Linked DNA regions of Gossypium hirsutum: all the other regions are linked to region 2. A link is a contact called in public Hi-C data. All regions are on one chromosome and are shown on one strand. The core of a region is the stretch at or near the end of the contact, and the rest is flanking DNA. Distances in the headings are between cores, read along the strand shown.

What was found. Hi-C and Micro-C count contacts between places; a contact is called where the count stands out from the background.
Region 1: a Hi-C map of leaf shows a contact between it and region 2, with 2.8 times the contacts expected there. The contact joins the promoter of LOC107896860 here to the promoter of LOC107896881 in region 2. A contact is called at or near these places in 4 of 34 Hi-C or Micro-C datasets (callus and leaf).
Region 3: a contact with region 2 is called in a Hi-C map of leaf, with 2.2 times the contacts expected there. The contact joins the promoter of LOC107896846 here to the promoter of LOC107896881 in region 2. A contact is called at or near these places in 2 of 34 Hi-C or Micro-C datasets (both in leaf).

The regions. Positions count from the first base shown.
Region 1 is chrA10:89,702,239-89,706,280 of Gossypium_hirsutum_v2.1, forward strand. It overlaps LOC107896860 (U2 small nuclear ribonucleoprotein A'), which reads right to left and starts at 2,638. Exons shown (of 8, transcript XM_016822156.2): 1 at 2,352-2,638; 2 at 2,225-2,265; 3 at 1,998-2,127; 4 at 1,676-1,881; 5 at 801-974. The coding sequence starts at 2,433.
Region 2 is chrA10:89,075,330-89,079,520 of Gossypium_hirsutum_v2.1, forward strand. It overlaps LOC107896881 (probable serine/threonine-protein kinase PBL7), which reads left to right and starts at 1,805. Exons shown (of 6, transcript XM_016822178.2): 1 at 1,805-2,265; 2 at 2,764-3,002; 3 at 3,232-3,367; 4 at 4,028-4,191. The coding sequence starts at 2,082. LOC107896880 (a long non-coding RNA gene) reads right to left here and starts at 1,075. Exons shown (of 2, transcript XR_005903348.1): 1 at 321-1,075; 2 at 1-57.
Region 3 is chrA10:88,464,983-88,469,360 of Gossypium_hirsutum_v2.1, forward strand. LOC107896846 (thioredoxin H9) reads left to right here and starts at 2,722. Exons shown (of 5, transcript XM_016822141.2): 1 at 2,722-3,472; 2 at 4,321-4,378. The coding sequence starts at 3,423. LOC107896847 (ubiquitin-conjugating enzyme E2-17 kDa) reads left to right here and starts at 320. Exons shown (of 5, transcript XM_016822142.2): 1 at 320-557; 2 at 663-778; 3 at 1,403-1,530; 4 at 1,637-1,741; 5 at 2,226-2,491. The coding sequence starts at 709. The coding sequence ends at 2,369.

The DNA of each region.
Region 1 (4,042 bases), core at 1,388-3,887, 630 kb after region 2:
CAAAATAATAAGACAATTAAATTATTTAAATTTTAAAATTCAAAGTGAGCAAATATCAAAACTAATGTGTATTTCTAAAATGAGAGCCTTTTTACCTTTTAGACCAAACCTCAAATGAGAGTCTAAATACTTTGTTACTTGGACTCAAGAGCGTGTCAGATATGGGTATGTATCTAACACGGGTATGGTAAGATCCATCTAAGTTTCTCCACGTGGAGGATCCTTACAGGATGTACCTCCATATCCAGGGTTTGGTTATGAGTGTCAGACACAAATACCTCAAGAAAAATGAAGATTTGGAGCATCAAAGTCTAAATATACATCATAATATATAGCAAAGTATGGTAAGATCTGTGTTTTTTCCATGTGGAGGATCCCTGCGGTCTTACCTCCATACCCAAGCATCAGATATGAGTGCCAAACACAAATACCTCAAGAAAAATGAAGATTCGGAGCAACAAAATCTAGATATGCATGCATCATAACATATAACGAAGTTGGCTGAGATTCTTGTTAGGCAGTTCAACTATTATGCTCTTTTGAAGTTTCTACCACATATGTAAATGGTATCCAAGCATACTTTTCAGTGAGCAACTGAGGTAGTCAGAAGGCAGGTTCTTCCATTTTACCCTTAATTTCTATCATTTCTTTTATTTCATCCTGTCCCGGATAAAGTTCTCTCAAGTCCCTCTAAGATGCAAAAGCCAAACACATTAAAAAAAATAACCATTATGAAAACTAAAACACTATCAACTTTATTATCCTAGATTCAAACTAGTATTATGAGGAAAAGGCAATACCTTGATAGCTAGAATTTGCTCAGGTGTTGGGGCAACCACTTTTGGCATCTGTTCTTCCTCTGCAACTTCTGAAACATTTGGTACCTCTTTTGGTGCAACTGTCTTTGTAGATTCTTTCTTTATTTCCTCTTCTGCTTCTTTAGATGCAAAGAGATTTTCAGCTTCTAGTCTCTCCTGTGACCCATGAAGCATAATTATGAGAAAAATAATTCATATAATAGTAATACTTGCATGAGGAATAGAAACTACGAAAATCAGAACATTTAGCCCCCCACCCCTACACCCACCCTTTCTTCCCCACCGACCCAAAGATGAAGAGAAAAGAAATGCTTAAGTAACATCAAATAAATACTTCAATCCTATAGTTTCAATCCTATAGTATAGTGTTTATTTGAGAGATAAGTTAAAGATGAGCAATACTAGACCATTAGACTAAAAGAGAGATTTGTCATTTTAAACAAAAATCCAAATTCGGGATGTATTTTCCTAGTAATCAGAGCACCAATGATGAAGACGAGGCCAGAAAAGAATAAGAAGAAGAACTAAGATACCATTCTAACATCTAATAGTGTTCCATCGATTATCTAATTCTCAATCAGTCACCACATAACAGCATTACGTGAACCTACACGTGCTGCTGCAAAATATATATTCAAACCAAACCATGAAGTAATTAAACAATGTCAAAAAGGAAGTTCAGATTTACAAAGCTAAAGGCTCAGTCAGGCAAATACTATCAGGAGAATAAATACAGGTATGCTGCCAGAAGTTTCTCAATTAAACACAGCAATTTCACATAGGCAACAGCAAATGCATAACATAACAGATTAAAACCGTATAAAAAGACAAAATAATAGTTTAGCATATCCAATCACCTTAGCTTTGACTTTCTTGAAATCCAGAACACGGAGTGATTTGAGTTTGTGAATCACATATAACCTATAATTAGGTTTTTTTGTAATATTGTTATCCAACAGGCTAAGGAATTGCAGCTTAGGGAGTGATGAAAGAGGGTCAATCTCCACTAAGTTCACCAGCCGGTTATTTGTGAGAACCAACGTATGTAAATTTGGCAAGAACTCTGCAAGAAAGGGAAATGTGAACAGCATAAGAGCCTTCCTACCAAGAGACAACATCAAAAGGCAAAGGGCACATGCTAAAGTACAAGGGAAATTGAAGTGTTGATTCAAAGCTTACCCCCAATATTGGGATTGATACGAGTAACTCGGTTGTTGTTTATAAGTAAAGTACCCAAGCGTTTAAGATAAGGGAAGTTGTCCAGCTTCACAATCTCATTGTCAGATAAATCTATGGTATCGAATTGGTCCTATCAATTGAGCAAATGTAACAAAAAAAAAAGGAACCCACCAGTAAATTAAAGCTATGAATGCACTAAAAATTGACACAAACAAAGTAATACACACCTCGGTAGCACCCAAGTTTTCGATTACAGCAATTTTGTTACCTGAAAGGGGAAAAAGGAAAGAAAGGGAATTTTGAGAACATTATTATGAGGGTTAGGGTTAGAGCGGAAGAAGGGAGAAGCAGCACCTCGAAGATCCAATTCTCGCTCTTTGAGGGCATTGAAGAAGTGAGGACACTTCCAAATCAAGTCGGCCGTGAGCTTCACCATGCCTACCTACTTCCTTCTTTTCTATGTTTTTGCTCTGCTAAAACCCTAAACCACCGCCACTTTCTTTGTTCAATGAGGCGTTGCGTTGCGTAAGTGTGGGAGCGGCGAGTCGGAGTCGGCCACTTTGCGCCTTTACTCCTTAAAATTCATTTCTTTTGGTTCCGTTTTCATTTTTTTCACCCGCTCTTAAACAGCTGTTAAAACGACAACATTTTGTAGCCACTAAGAGGGCTTGGTTATCTTTTTTCTTTTTTCTTTTTTAACAGGAAACACCATAAAAAGCCATGCATTTCATTGTAATTTTAACTTGCAATTTTAATAATATGATTAGCAGTTTTATTGTAGTTTCTAAAAATATGTCGAAAATGTACTTTTAAATCACGATTTAAGAAATGATAAATCAATCGTAACTCCGAAATCCTATTATTTGCCACAATGCCATTAAAATTGTTTTCACTCTCATGTTGTTTTTAGTCCTTCTAAAATAGCTCTTTCCTCGACCTTGAACATTGGTTCCTCTCCACCTCTAATTTAAGCAGGCCCATTAGAGACTGAGACTGCTCCATCAGTATTTAGCTTAGTCCACCCTCTCTCTAGTATCATCCAGCCTTCACATCTTATTCTTTGGTCATAATAGACTTCACCTAACTTTAAATTCTTAAAGCTTGTAGCCCAAGCCACACTTGTTCTGACAACATCATCAATATTGTTGTAGTTGTTATTGAAAATAAAATTGTTGTGACTTTTCCATATAAGTGAACACATTATTGCAAACAGGGTTGGCCACTCATCATTATCCTCAATTCTCCCCAAGCTTGTCAAGTTCCAAACAAATTAATCCTTTAAATTGGTAATTTTTTTTGGTTAAAAAGCATTTTTTACAATAAAACTAATATTAAATAATTTACATTATAAATCACTTATGGCAATCCTTTCTGTCTCCTTTATTACAAATAGAAATAATACAGTAATTTACATTATAAATCACTTAATTTAGCATTAATTTTTATTTAAGTCACAAATTTATAATTTCATTAAATATATCACTAAACATTAATTATTAACAAATTAAGTCACTTATATTTAATGTTGTTCGGACCGGATCAGTTGATTGGACCGATTAAATCGGGAACCGATCGAAGTACCGATCCGATTATAAAAATTAGATAGGTTGAACCATAAACCAATACAAACTAGTTGAATTGAACTAAAAAAATCAATTTAACTAATTTTTCACTAGTTTTAATTTTTTTATACATTTTTTATTGAATTATTTAATCAAGTATGACAAATCAATCAAACCGGTCAAACTGAAAACCAATAATCTAAATAATTTAATTACTAATCTCATTCTAAAACCTTCCTTATACTTAAGTAATTCTAATGGAAAAGTTTACTAGGAATGCATAAGTGACTTAGTATAGCATTGGATTATGTTTAAAATATTATCGTATGCATATTAAGGTAACTTTTTACTCAATAAAATTAGCATAAGTTACATAATCTATAATAATGGAAGTTCAATTATATAAATTGATCAAATTAAATATTTGTGACTTATATAAGAATTGATGATTAAGTTTATTGACTCGAAAATCTAAATTAATTT
Region 2 (4,191 bases), core at 555-3,054:
ACTGCCCTCGGTGCGGTGAAAGTGCTGAAACAATCGACCATATTTTTCGCAAATGTCCTGTCACAGTGGAAGTTTGGTCACTATTAAAAATTCAGAATTTGATTCTGGTTCCTAACATGGATTTTTTATAGTGGATTACCTGGATTTTTGATCTATTTTTTATAGGGCAACAAATAGCAGACTTCATCAACAACTATATTGTTGAACCTAATGGGCTTGAAATAAGAAGGTCAATTAAGGGAAAGGAAACAAGAAAGTGGAGCTACCCACATCGCGAATTCGTTAAAATAAATTTTGATGGTGAGTATGATGCGACTCACCATAAATCTGCCTCAGGGGTTGTGGTCAGAGACGAGGAAAGGCTTGTCCTTCTTTCCTACTCAGAGATCAACCACGGGGTATCTTCCGCATTTGCAGCCGAAGCAATAGCGTGTAGAAAAGCGGTCAAAGTAGGAGTGGGACAACAATGGCCGAAGGTGATAATAGAAAGCGACTCCCTCACGATAATCAAAAAATGCACAACCAAAAGTCAAGATCGTTCACATATAGGAGCTTATATACACGATATACAACAAAACATTAACAGATCGAGAAGCTTCTTTTTCAAACGTACAATAAGATCTGCAAACAACCTTGCGCATGTAATAACAACGGAAACTTTAAGAAGGAAGGAGGAGACGTACCTGGAAATGGGGGTTCCGGTGTATGCTGAGATTCAACAAAGAATGGATCAGAGACGAGAGCCAGATTGATAACAGAGGGGAAACAGAGAAATGAAAGGAAAGTAAAGGAAAGTCGGAGAAATGGTTTTTGAAAGGATAAACTTTCCTAAAAGCTGAATCGTCAAAAGAAAATTGAAAGGTACTCTGATGATACGACGGTTTACAGTATGATCTGACTGGGCATTAATTAGGTTCATCAATCTATAATTTTTGACTGTTTGATAAATATCTAGATATTTTCTAATTAGTTTTTGAGCCTTTTTAGTTTCAGGCCGTGTCTTGTTTAGGTGCTGATTGGTTTTCTCTTTTGCTTTTGGACTTTTACTATGTACTTTTATTTTATTCAGTATACAGCCCAGTCTGAATTCTTTCAAAAAAATTCATTAATATAATTCAGAAAAATAATAAAAATAATATATGTAGAAAATTTTAATATTATAATTTATTAATATATATTATAAATATATTTAATAGTATAATATATTATTTATAAAAATATGATTTATTTCTGAATAACATTATAAATATTATGTCAAAAATAATATTTGAAAATAAATAATTTAACATTTTATATTTAATAATAAAAAAATTATTTAACAATATATTTAGTTTATTAAACTTACAAATAAATATAAAAATCATATTTAAAAATTATTTTATTATATTTAAATATTTAAAAATATTATTAAAAACCTACCATTTTATTTTAATATTACTTTATCTCTTTAGCTTCCATCGCTCCAATCCTTCATTTTGGTTAGTTGTTGACTTCTAGAATTTAAAGGCTCAAAACCCCAATTGCGAGAATGATGTTGAAAAAACCAATTCAAGTTTGATAGAATTTCTCTTGAATTATATGTTATTCATTATTGAGTGAAATAGTCATTCGTTGTCAAAGATTCTAATTCAACTGAATAAGGAATTCATTAAACCAAATTACGAAATAATCATTTCCCTAGAATCGAAATGGGTTGGCTATTCATGCCCACCCAAACGTACTGTCAGTAATAGTGGTATCGTATGATTGAATGGTGAAGTATACATATATAAATAAGTACGGGTGCATCAAATATAAATATTTAACTTTATATATGTGGTAATCTTGAAAAGTATGATTTAAGTTGAGGTAGGAAATGCAAATGCAGAGAAAAGGAAAGGACTAAAAGGAAAAGTTCTTTGTGTGCGCGCTAGTCGGAGAAGAAAAAAACAGTAAAGTAAAACTCACTGACCCTGGTGTCTGACACAGCGAGAAGAAAGGCGAGAGAGAGAGGGGGGGGGGAATCTCCAAGTTCAAATAAGACCAGCATTTTCTTATAGTCGGAGGCGAGCTAGGTTTCAAAGGGAAAAAGGAGAACAAAAATGGAGAAAGGAGGGGAAGATCCTGAGTTTTCATATTCGTATTATAGGAGGAAAGAACGCATTGCATTGGTAGCCATTGTAGTGCTTGCTTCAGTGGCTGTTGCTTCGCTTTTAGTGGCTTTTAGCTACTATTGTTATATTCGTAACAAGGTCCTCTCTAAGCGCTCCAAATCCCACTCTACTGGTACTGTCTACATAATATTTTAAATAAACTACACTATTTTCTTTTCTCTGCTTTCATTTTCTTGTATATTTATGTTGGTTATGATGACGGTGTAGTAGATGTGAATATAGGAAGATTATTGGGGAAAATGCATTCCCTTTGTGTACTATTCATAAGGACTAGTTCATCTTTTGTTCTTCCCTCTTTTTCCTGTCAAAAAAAGGTGGAAAAATATATTTGATTCATCTTGTTCTGTTTCTTATATAGTTCTTTTTACCTTTATTTGGTTTTTTAATTTCGTACCCGCGATGAAGTACTTCCCAAAAGATGGTAAGTTGATTATACCCTTTTGACAATGATTATTTTGGGTCTTTGGGGACTCGGACTTATGATGGTTTGTAGTCAGGGCCTGTAGTATAAGTAATCATCAATAAAGTGAGCTTGTTGCTTTAGCATGACTCGGTTCCTAATGTTCCCTTTTATGCAACTTGATGTATTGCTGGTCTTTTGTCTCTGAAGTGGTTGATTCTAAGGACAAAGCTTGCTGTACCGATCTTGAAGTTGCTACGGACGAAGGGCTTCATGTCTTTACTTTTAAGCAGTTACATTCAGCCACTGGTGGTTTCAGCAAGTCTAATGTGGTTGGCCATGGCGGGTTCGGGTCCGTGTACAGGGGAGTGCTTAGTAATGGCAGAAAAGTTGCTGTGAAGTTAATGGATCAGGCAGGGAAGCAAGGAGAAGAAGAATTTAAAATGGAGGTCTGCTATGAATACTGTTCTAAGTGTACTTTTCTGGTGTTCTGATATCTGTATTTCAAATGTGCCATGCTAACCCGTCGACAATATACATTCTGTTTACCTAATTCTTTATATTTCTTCTGGAAAAAATGGATAAAATGAGTTAATAAAGTGATGATATCATTTATGTTAACTTTCCTTTTATTTTAAGTTGATTTTATACTAATTGATTGACCATACACAATTGTAGGTGGAACTGCTGAAACGTCTACGTTCTCCATATTTGTTGGATTTGATTGGGTATTGCTCAAATAGTAGTCGTAAACTGCTTGTTTATGAGTTTATGGCAAATGGTGGTCTGCAGGAACATCTGTATCCCATTAATGGTAAGCTAGTACTTAGTAGTAGCCTTTGTTTATTAAAATTTCAATGTGCATGAGCTGTTAATTAAGCTTTTTTTATTATTCCAATCAAGATTTATCTTCGCATATAAAAGCTGGGTGGTATTATTTGCACCACATTTCTGCAACTCTTGCTTTCCACTTTTTTTAAATTGACAAATGTTCATGCACTTATGGGGAGTTTCCAAAGCTAAGTGAAGCACAAATGGGAATGCCCTGAAAGAAATTTGGGATATTGTAAAATCTTGAAATTTGGGATATTGTAAAATCTTGTCTTAGCAAGAGTGGAAGGATTGATGACTAAAATCCTTCTGAATTTGACATTTTAAAAAAATCATTAGTCCTTTTTGGCTATCTAAAATGATCTTGAGTTTTCAGTAATGCTAGAGCTTATCTAGGTGTTCTGCTTTTGAATGATGTTTGTTTATTCATTTGTCAGATGCCTAATCTAAGTTTCATCAATCAAGATCATGTACAAGCTTGAATTTCACTCTATCAGTGACTATTTTAAGAGCTCAGTAACATCATGATGTCAAAACTCATCCTTTTTGAAACAAGATCAGGCTTAGTTCAGTTGGGAAGAATGATTGATATAGGAGAGCTGTATCCATAACAACTGATTTACTGGTTGCATTCAAAATGCAGGTTCTAACAATGTAAACTTAAAACTGGACTGGGAAACCCGGTTGAGAATTGCTCTGGAAGCGGCTAAGGGATTAGAATATCTCCATGAACACGTTAGCCCTCCTGTGATTCACAGGGATTTTAAGAGCAGTAACATCCTTTTGGACAAAAATTTCCATGCCAAA
Region 3 (4,378 bases), core at 1,472-3,971, 610 kb before region 2:
TCAATAAAGCATTAATTTTATAACTGAAGTAAAGTTTTATTATATTATGATATTTACATTTCAATTGTATTATAATAATTTATTACTTTAATCAATTATATATATTCGTAATGTTATTAATTGAGTTGGTGTCAAAAATTAACTCAATACTAACTAATAATAATATCATGTATAATTATAATTCATTTAGTATTTTTTTAATATGAAGTATTTACTATCTAAATTTATTTACTCACAATTTAAGTTTTTTTCTATTTTAATATTATACATATTCATTATTAATTAATTTTTAATTATACTGATTATTTATCTAATACTTGTATTTTAAATATTAAGTTTGCGTGTGATAAGATTCCTCTTGCTTATATAAAAAACTGTTATTTCTCTCCCTCTGTTTTGAGTGCAAAATCAAGGGGTTGCCGGTGGAATCGACGCGCTCGTTGAGGGCCAAGGAAGGAAGGAGGAAGAGAGAGAGAGAGATAAAAAGGAGAATCTGCTTCAAAGTTTCAAACTTTCCCGTCTCATATCTAATCCCCAATTTCTCTCTTCTGCTCTAGGTATATTTTCCTTTTTTTTCACAACTTTCTTCTTCAAGCTTTACTTTCACCGTGGTTGCTATATATTGTTCTTTATGTGATGGTTTTTTCTGATTTTGCCTTCAGGTTCCTTCCTGTTCTCTTAGGATTCTTGTGGTCTGTTCAAAGCGTCATGGCATCGAAGCGGATTTTGAAGGAACTCAAGGATTTGCAAAAGGATCCACCCACTTCTTGCAGTGCAGGTCCCTTTTCTTTTTCTGGACAGACATAAATTTTATGCCCCTCCTGATAATAACTTCATTTATACCACTTTGTCTATTTTTCTTTTCTCTGGTTTCATGTACAATACGTGTCATTTATATACCCATGAATTTATTGAATTCCATTTAGGATTATATGTATTTGGCTGTATACGTATAACCTTTGCTCAAGCAAGCTTACTTTTGTCCATCCCCAGTGCTTATCGCTGAAATTCCTTAACCATGGATGCTGAGGGTCGGACCCTCAACATGTCGAGGTTTTGTCTCTCTGTCGAGAGCGCTGATGGGTTCACAAAGGGGGTGCGCCTATCGGGATGCCTGAATAGGCAGGAGCCATAGTTGCTGAAGAGCGAGCACATGGTGCCATGGTTGCCGAAAAGCAAGCTAATGGCAAGGCTCGAACTCAAGACCTCTACTATATAGAATTCCTTGAGGGAGCCAGGGTACGGCTTGGGCTAGTGATCCTCAACAAAGTAGCATGGGTCCGAAGTCCTTAAGTTTTTAGTCTACAAAATTTTCAAGTCACATTCTTTAGACCTAACTTTTGTCATGTGATGCTCTATTATGTCACTAACCTCGGGATGCTTGCACTTTTTTTTGTGATAGGTCCTGTAGCTGAAGACATGTTTCATTGGCAAGCAACACTCATGGGCCCTTCCGATAGCCCTTATGCGGGAGGTGTATTTTTAGTTAGTATTCATTTTCCTCCAGATTATCCTTTCAAGCCCCCTAAGGTAGTTTGCTTCACCTGGATCGTTTTATTATCCCTTTTCTGTGTGCGTAGAATGTTGTTTGAGTGGTACGTACTCTTTTCATGGATAATGCTGCCATCATGTTTAGGTTGCATTTAGGACCAAGGTTTTCCATCCAAACATCAATAGCAATGGGAGCATTTGTCTTGATATCCTAAAAGAACAGTGGAGTCCAGCCCTAACCATTTCCAAGGTTTGACCTTACTCCTGCTAACCTTATGGTATTTCATACACATGCAGAATCTCGGTTTTTGGCTGACTATGGCTGCACAAAAGTTTCTCTGGTGTCACTTTTAATTGATTTCAATATCCTTGGGTAAAATTACTTTCTATTGGTTATAAGTTAGACTTGCATTTTACGAGTTTGTACGCGTTTCCAACATACGAACAATCACTGCCGTTACTCCCCGAGTTTAATTTTCTTTCTGGGAATTGAATAATTAATATCAGAAGAGAATTTCTTTCTGGGAATTGAATAATTAATATCAGAAGAGAAAGACCAACCTTGATCAAATATCATTGGCATTATATTGTCATTGTTACTATCCTTCTTTGCATTGGCTTCTGCTGCTGCTTGGAAATTTAAGTAATTTTTGGTCTTAAATATCATTAGAGCTTGTCTTAGAATAAGATAACATGGTAAAAAAAAAAAAAGTTTAACTCCAATGCAAAACCAGGTTCTGCTCTCGATCTGCTCGTTGTTGACTGATCCAAACCCTGATGACCCACTTGTTCCGGAGATTGCACACATGTATAAGACTGATCGGGCAAAGTACGAAGCGACAGCATGTGGCTGGACCCAGAAGTATGCCATGGGATGATGGTGGTTAGTGTGTAATACGTATTGGCTTTGGTACGATGCCATATATGTGTTAAAACCTTCATATATTTTGATTTGGATTTGAATTACGTGGACATCTTATATGAAAGGCATTTCCTAAAACTTTCATGCTTATAAATGGAGGATTATGGTTTGACGATAAAATTTTTAACAGTTAAAAATATGCCATCAGTCCTTGTGCTCTTCCAACATTTGGAATTTAGTCCCTATATTAAAATTGTTAAAATTTTTTATTAAATTCAAGTTCATTTCATTACAATTTTACTTTTTTAGTTACATGGTTGTTAGGTAAATTTTTTTTTTATTTCAAAATTTCACACCATATGTTTAATAAAAAACATTTAACAGGGTCAAAATTTTAAAAATAAAAGTGTAAGATTGAATTTTAAATTTTTTGAAAAGTGCAGGGACTGATTAGGTCTTTAAATGCAAAAGTTGAGGTAAGAAACCATCATGTTCATATATCAAATAATTATATCCATAAATGGACAACCCAACGCTTAGGGCAACTGAAAACAGTTGCCAAACTTTAGGTAAAACGAATCGTAATTCTTTAACCACAACCTCATAATAGGGTTGTTGATTTAGCTTCAAGCTTAAGAATTTCTTTAATTAATTTTAAATTATACATACTTGAATGGAACAACTTGATTTCAGCACAGAAAATTTCTTGTTCCATAACATTAATTATTTTACTTACGAAAGTTTGAAATTGCATTTAAGTACTAAAATAATTTACTTTTTTCAATTATTGACCCATTACTTTTTTTCCTTCCAAATTTGCTTGTATGAATGTATTTAATAGGTAAATTTTGATTAAAAAAACTACTAAATATATAAATAAAAATAACTAAATCGTGCCATAATTGTAATAAAGGATTAGTCGGAAAAATGAATATGTTAGAAATTAGTGGAATATTTTGATCTAAAAATTTTTAGTTATTCTAAAAAATAAAATATAAAATAGAAATTAGAAAAATCCAAAATATTGGATCAACCAACCTGTTGGCAACAGCGAAAAACATGGGGGTATATGAGTAAATTGAGATACAAAAGGCAAGGATCCAAACAGTCAGAGAACAGGTCAGTCCTTCGAAGCTTGAGCCTGCTTGACTCCATTCCTGTTTGTGTTTGAGACTTTGGGCTTCCAATCTACTACTCTGTTTCCTTCATTGATTTTTCAGAAGCTTTTCTTACCCAAAATTTTCTGCTTACTCATTCTTTATTTAATTTCTACATCATTAGATTCCTTAAACCGCAAGGTTACTTTAATTTTCGCATCTAGTATTGGATTCTTTTTATTGTCACCAATCTAATCGGAAAATCAAGCCTTAATCTTTACAGGTAAATTAGCCGTCGCTTTGTTCTAAGTTGGTAATTGACGGGTGTTCTATTAATCTTCTTAGCTTGCATTCCTAGCTTGCGTTTGTCTTTGTTTCCATTTGTAGAGTACTTTCAGATTACTCTTTTACTTTTCTGTTTCCTTTCTTGGTATTTGTTAAAATTCTGATAATTCAAGTGAAAAAGCTATGTCTAAATGTCGTTGGAATTCTTGTTGCATTTTGACTATTTGTTCAATCGAATGAGAATTTCATTTTTGGAGGTTTTCTTTTGCTTTATTTGCAAGGATTTGAGAAAGCAAATAGCATGATTTGGTTTTGTATATCATAATTTTGGGTTTGAAAAACAGGATGGATGTAACTTGTTCAGAAATGTAAATATATACCCTTAGGGTTTTATCCAAGTATTGTTTATTAGGAAATAATACAGCTATTATGCCTTTTGAAGTTTATTGCCTGTGTGGAAGTAGTGAGGATTTACTTTTAACTTGTTTAAGATTGATTATTGTGTATAAATTGATAGTTAAAATTGATTCTTTACCATGGACTTAGTCTGCAATGTCTGGACTTTGATGTCTTCCCAACTTTCAGGGGTACTGATACATTGCTGCAGTTGGCGTTTTGGCATTTTTCAAATATGGGACATTGC